Linked DNA regions of Mus musculus: region 2 is linked to region 1. The links are chromatin contacts, called in public Hi-C maps. All regions are on one chromosome and are shown on one strand. The core of a region is the stretch at or near the end of the contact, and the rest is flanking DNA. Distances in the headings are between cores, read along the strand shown.

Evidence for each region. Hi-C and Micro-C count contacts between places; a contact is called where the count stands out from the background.
Region 2: a contact with region 1 is called in a Hi-C map of bone marrow-derived macrophages, with 18 read pairs. The contact joins the promoter of Fam177b here to the promoter of Tlr5 in region 1. A contact is called at or near these places in 3 of 15 datasets of contacts at CTCF or cohesin (CD8 T cells, the NIH/3T3 cell line and large pre-B cells), 1 of 484 Hi-C or Micro-C datasets (bone marrow-derived macrophages), 15 of 115 datasets of contacts at active chromatin or transcription factors (acute myeloid leukemia, bone marrow-derived macrophages, embryonic basal ganglia and 7 more) and 1 of 9 other capture datasets (liver).

The regions. Positions count from the first base shown.
Region 1 is chr1:182,953,062-182,956,443 of GRCm38.p6, forward strand. Tlr5 (toll-like receptor 5) reads left to right here and starts at 1,727. Exons shown (of 4, transcript NM_016928.3): 1 at 1,727-1,821.
Region 2 is chr1:183,273,963-183,277,344 of GRCm38.p6, forward strand. Fam177b (protein FAM177B) reads right to left here and starts at 1,770. Exons shown (of 6, transcript XM_030244966.1): 1 at 1,765-1,770. The coding sequence starts at 1,770. Brox (BRO1 domain and CAAX motif containing) reads right to left here. Exons shown (of 14, transcript NM_027861.4): 14 at 2,390-3,382.

The DNA.
Region 1 (3,382 bases), core at 477-2,976:
AGCTACTGCATTTCATTCTGACAATGAGTCCTGGAGCCCAATAACCAGAATAATTATCCCACATCAGGTGTCAATTAGGGTGGGGCCTTAGGCGGTCCCTTTCCATATTCCTAGCACTCCTGGGATAAATCCCCTCTGGTTTTAGGAAGGCAGTAAATGGCACCCAGCCCTCCCTGGCATTGTTCTCAGTCCCACCCACATTATAGGAAGGCCCTACCTCCTGGGCTTACAAGCCTCCTCCTCCCAGCTGCAGAGCAGGTAGGCAGGGTTGCAGTTCCATCCCTCTGCACTCAGCTTTCGAGAGCCACTTGAGGCAACTTGTCACATGGGCTTCAAGCTGCCAGCCGAGGAGGGAGCTGAGAAGACTGTATAATGAGATCTTCCTTGGTAATTAAGTGCTGGGCTTTGTTTTAACCTATCTCTCCTGCCCTGCTTGATCATATCACCTAGCTGTCAGGCCACGCTGGAGAGTGTGAATCAACCTGGGATTACACCCCAGCTGCAAGAGGCAGCTGTCAGCTTTTGCCCAACCTCCATGCGACCCCAGTCTTACTGCAGACTGTGACACTTCTGTCCTTGAACTGGGTTTCACCCCCAGAAAGCGACTGACTTCGCCACCTTCCTATACAAATCCCTTCCTTTTAACACTCCTGCAGCAGCAGGCTCCTGACTTTTCTTTCCTTCAGCATGTCCCTTTCCAGAAAGCAGATCAACTCTCAACCCCACAACACCCCGCCCCCTCCTCCTAGGAGCAGGTGGAGGGTGGGAAGGAAAAGGGAAGTGAAGCCAGAAGGGCTCACAGGCCGGAAAGCTCTTGCGTTCTCTGAGGGAAATCACAACTTCCTTCCCTGGCCTTCAGTCACAGGCAGTAGCCTTTGCTGATCCAAATCTGACCTTCAGATATTTAGTATGGGGCAGGGGGTATAGTGCTTGTGGAAGCATGAGGACCAGAGTTCAATCCCTAACACACAAGTAAAGTCCACAGGCATGGTGATGGTACCTGCCTGTAACCCCAGTGCTGGGGAGGTAGAGCATCCAGTATCCCTGGGGCTTGTTAACCAGCTTAGCATTTTTGGTGAGTTCCAGGCCAGTGGGAGATCCTGTCTCAATAACTCAATAAACAAGATAGACAGCTCCTGATGAATGATGTGCATGTGTGGGCGTGTACACACACACACACACACACACACACACACACACACACACACACCTTCAATAGTTAAAATAGAAGGCGTAGCCAAGTAGTAGAGGGCAAAATGACAGCCAGCTTCACCCCTCAGCATCATATCTTCAAGATTTGGCACAGATCAAAGAGCACAGGCAAGAACAGAAGTAACTGCCCCGATCAGGACTTGCTGCGCTGGCCGTGTGTACAGTGCATCAGGATAGGATCTAGGCCGCCTTCCCTGGGTCAGTGCAGGCCTATGTTATCTCGATGGACAGTTAGGGGTAGCTACAAAAATCACAACAGGCCCTCTGCCTCCTGTGCTGGGCTCCATGATAGCCAATACCTACCGTCTGCCCCAGCTCTACTTTCTTTCCTACCTCAGTTACAAGGTCATTGCAGCAGAGATAGAGGTCTCCTCCCTGGCAAGAAAGCAGAGAGGTACCTAGGCTGAGGTACTTTGCCCAGAACTCAGAAAAGACAAGCATGGTCCACAGAGAAAGCCTGATCAAGAGTTGTGGGCGGGGCTCCAGCAGCGGGCGGTGTTTCCCTCTCCTCCCCGCTCTCCTGCTTTCCCGAGCCCAGCGGCAGCTTTGGTGCCTGGAGCCGAGTGAGGTCAGTCCTGGAGCCTGTGTTGTGGGAATCCCGCTTGGGAGGTGAGAGCCTTGTAGTTGCAAGGGGTCCAGCAGGGGGTTCCCTGAGACCGGAAGGGGCCCGGGACGTTGCTGGACACGTTAGTGCCCCCGCCCCTCTCTCTTCCTCCTGGCTTCGTCCTGAACCCTTTCAACTCTCTTTCCTGCCTGTGCTCTCTGCCACTCAGTGCCACGGAAACTGGGGTCCCTCGGCCCAGCGAGCTGAGAGTAAGCAGAGTGCCCAGCGGGACAATTCTAGGATTGACAAGTCACTTGCATGCTGGCTTTGGGACAAGGTTCCCTAGTTCTCTCTTCTGGCTTTCACCTTTGGCCCCACCCTCTGGAAGAGACAGGTATTTAACGCGCGCGGAGTCCGTTCTCTTGCTGTCTTCCTTGGAAAGAGGAAGTCGACAGTCACCATCAATTGAGCTATGGACACCTTAAAAAGACACTGCAGTCAGTGAAGTCCTTGGACACCCTCCGGGGCAGGGAGAAGTAGGGCAGCTGGCCCCGAGGCTGTGAAGAAAGAACTCCATCAGCCTTTGGCAATTACAGCCATTACAGTCATGGCTCTGCTCCGTAAACCACCACGGCTGGAATAGTGGTTGTTTCCTGAAGTGGGGTGGTTGGTTGTCTTGGGAGAGAGAAAGTCTCCCCAGGAAGGCTGCTGAGACCTTGAGGAATGGGAATGCATGGGGATTGCTTTCTCCCATTGGTGGGCTAGCCTTGTAATTAGCTAGTGTCTGGAACACGGCAGTCTAGCGCTGTGCGGCATGGGCCTGCAGCTTAACCGCAGGGCCTTTTATGAAGTGTTATTGAGGGTTAACCCCCTCAAGCACATGAACAATGCATTCCTCCTGTCCCGTACCTGGAAGGGGGTGTGGATGCTGACCTGCCACTGTCACACACATGTGGCTTGGTCTCTTTCCTCTGCCTTTCCTCAGAGGACACAACTCTGAATAGTTTGTTCAAGGTGTGTAGATCTTGACTCTGTTCACCTTATTCTTTGGGGGCAGAAACCAATCGTGAGGAACATCCAGCATGCTATGCAGTCAGGAGGGAACCCTGGGTTCTGCTATGCTAAATGCTTAGCCTTTCACATTGTGGTAGGATTCTTGGGGTGCCCCCGACGAGGGGTCCAGGCCAACGTTAATGATGGGGCGGTACAAGAAGAGTCCCTATTATAGTAATCAGGATGACTTAGTTCATTCATATGGGCTTGATGGACATCCTGGAAGACACTTCCATCCTAATTGATGGCCCAGGTTCACTCTCTTCTATCCTTTGCTGCTCAAACCTTTCTGATTCCACTGTGTGACTGCAAAGCTAATCTCGTCGGGTCTTAGCTTTGTCTGAGGAGGAAAGCCCTCTCCTGGGGCGATGTCTCTAACACAAAGGGTTCTTGGATAACTCCTGGTGGCGGCTTCTTCAGCTTTGTAGCTCTGCTGAGGATTGGAAGCAGTTATTGTGTCTGCCCTCCCTTGCTTTTAGTCCTATGGAGCAAGAGTTCCTGCCCTGCCAAATTCCTGTCCCCTGACGTGTTTGCTTCTTCTTCAGTTTGTGGAAAAGAATGTGGTGACAGACC
Region 2 (3,382 bases), core at 520-3,019, 320 kb after region 1:
TATTTCACAGAGCCACCTCCTTGCCATCTTTTCTTGGATGTCTCAATCCTGGTTAGACTGAATCAACACACACATACATACACACACACACCACATAACACAATCTACCCTGCTTGTCTTGCTATCTCAATATATGACAATTCTATCCCTATAGTATTGGCCATTCTTGATTCTTTAACCAAACCTCATATTAGATATATCAAGAAATTATCTTGTATATTTCCAGAACACTAAGAATTTCTGCCATTCAACTGTCCCACCCTGGTCTACACACCTGTATTATTTGTAAAGGTCTCCTTAGGCTTCCTATATAGTCTAGACTTAAAACAGCAACAACAACAACAAGCAGCCAAAGTTGTTCAACTCTTTGGTCCTGTCACTCCTGTATAAACCTCTCTAGGGGATCACTCAAGTCAAAGCCTTACAATGTCAAACCTTACAATGGCTTCTGGGACTGTGGTCTGACCTCTTGTGCTTTTGTTATGGCAGTCTTGTTGGGGCATGACCTGGATGTTGTCTTGAAACCACAGCAAGTGTGATCACCTGCACTTTACCCTCACATGACTGACGTTCTCCTGCGGAGGGAGTGAGGATGGTCATTGAACTCCATGCCTGAGACTCCAGCCCCACCCCCATGCTCCTTGCCCACAGCTGCATGCAGTCCTGCCCTGGCTGCACATCCCAGGAGGTACAGGCTACATGGGTGGAAGGCTGACTGACCTGAGGACTCCGGTCCTCCTTAAACTGTATATTTTTCTTTCTTTCTGCTCCCTTGCTTTTCACAAATCTGCATCAAGAGTAAACTCTAGTAATCACACACCCAGCAGAGTAAATATCAGGTCACAGTGAAGACTCTCCTCCACCAAATCTTGATCTAACCTTTCAGTTTAGTCTCAGGCATGTCCTTAGGACAAGGGCAGAGAGCAACCACATGCTTTGCCAAAATCTCACGAGAACGCTTTCTATCCCAATTGCTAATATTCTTCTCTAAAACCTGAGTTAGACCTCCAGTCCCCATTATCCCCAGAACTACTGTCCTCTGAGCTCCTAACCTTTGCTCAGTGTCCAACTGATTTTATAGTTCAAAATAAGTCTTCCACATTCTTCAAAACAAACAACAAACATGGCTAGGTTTGTGTGAGCAGTAGCCCACTCTAGAGTCCTAACTTCTGGCTTATTTTTCTATTGATGTGACAAAACATCACAGCCAAAGGCAACTTATAGAAAACATATGAATTAGGCTTCCTGGTGGTTAATCTACATCATAGCAAACACATGGTAGAACGCTGGGGCAGGAGCTGAGAGCTCACATCTTGATTCAGTTTGAAGTCTGAAGCTTGTATCCAATGAAACACCGCCTCTAACAAGGCCATACCCCTTAATCCCAAAGTTTCACCAGCTGGGGACCAAATATCACATAAGTGAACCTATGGGGGCATTCTCATTCAAACCACAGCAGGTGATGTTTTTCCTAGTTTGCTGCTGTCATCTTCTGCCCAGTGACATTCGTGTCCTGATGTATGGCTGGAACTCAGCATTCACTTAATGAATCATGCGATTAAATTTAGTGAGTATGGAAGGAACTATGTAATGAATTACAAAATACAAACTTGCAAGTTTTTTCTGTTTTTAAACAATCTTAGTATTTTTCTTGTTATCTATAATCATTTCAGTTTATTTATACCAAGAAAGCTCATGCTGGCTTCTGACTTGAAGGAGGAAGGCATCTCACCAACAGTCTGTTACTACTCTCTTGGTACTTACCATCATGTTTGCAAATGGATTGGGTTACAACAGCAAAGAACCAGCATTGGGTAATTTACACAGGAACTATCCAACCCTTTCCAGCCTCCACTGTTCCCAATTCACGATGCTGTGTAGGGGTCTAACCTGTGCTGAGCACAACCTCATAGAAGGAACTGGAGCTGTGTGTGCACAGCAGTCAGTGAGAATGCACAACAGGGACAAATCCCGTGTAAGCCACCCACTGCCACTCCTCAGGACCACGGGTCACCTGGGATGATCTTGCACCTTTATCTTCAGTAGTAACGGTGTGCAGTTATGTGCCTGTTTCTGGGCATTTCCCAATGTTTACATCATGGTAGATAATGCATGTCATTGTCGGACACCCTGGAGGTGCCCAGCCCTGGCTAGCCACAGCTCACAGAATATGGTGTTGAACTGGTACAATGGGCTGGATGAGCTAATTAAAGCTGTGCTTTCCACATGAAGATGTGGTTAAGTCCCAGTACAAACACAAGCATAAACTAAGTGTGTCAAGGAAATTAACTCAGGAAGCAAAGAACAGACCCAACTGTCATTTAAAGTATAAGAATTTTTCCTGCACCAAATCTACTAGCAGATAATCACCACATAAATCCAGCGAACATGTAAGTAAAATGGCTTTTATTTTCATAAATAAAAAGATAAATCATATAAACACTGTACAGAAGTAGCTGTACAGGAGCTGTCCTCGCCTGGTATGAAACACATGCAACACCAATGTCCAGTGTCATCTCTGCACAGCCTGCCTGCCAGTGCTTTATAGTCAGCGTCCCCACAATCCCTGCTACTGCTTCGGAACCTCATGGTGCGCCCGGCGTATACGAGGCTTCTGGTGTTAGCTTTACAATCAACAAGACTGCTCATGCGATCACGTGAACATGGCCAATGATGGATTTCAACACCTGCATTTACTGCCTTTACAGAAGCGCCGGACATAGTATGTGTTTCCATTTCATGAACGGCAGTCGAGTCCACAGAAACCGCAGCGTGCCTACCTAGGTTAATGAGGGTTAGTACACAGAGCAAGTCCTACAGGCAGAGTATAAACAGGCAGCAGCAAGTACTAGTTAGTTTTGTCAGTAACTAGTTAGTTTTGTCAGTCACTGGCATTTAACAAGTGACTCTGTAGGAAGGGTGACAACGTAATAAAGTATTGTTTTCCTATAGGCAGCAAAATAAAACTTAATGCCCATTCAGTAGTTACTCCAAGTATTCTGAAAGCTACAGCTTAAATATTAGATACTGCAAGCTGTAACTCACATTTTAAATTATTTTTTAAAAAACCCTTAGTGATTATATGTAGCTTTTCAAAGGAGTATAAACTATGATATATGATTTATTGACTACTGTCTTGATTGACAGGTATAATCTCTTCATTCTTCATCATGAGATGTATATTCCTGTTTCAATACTTTATGCAGATTGATGTGTTTCTCACAGGGTGGCTAAAGGGATGCAGTGGTCTACGTATGTGCCTATACACTGTCTGGCACACAGTAAGTTCTCACATACATTATTATTCCTATTATGCGAAGCAATCTGTCACCTAGAAAAGGAAGTTAACACCCCAGGAGAGCAACCAAGCAGGATACACCCA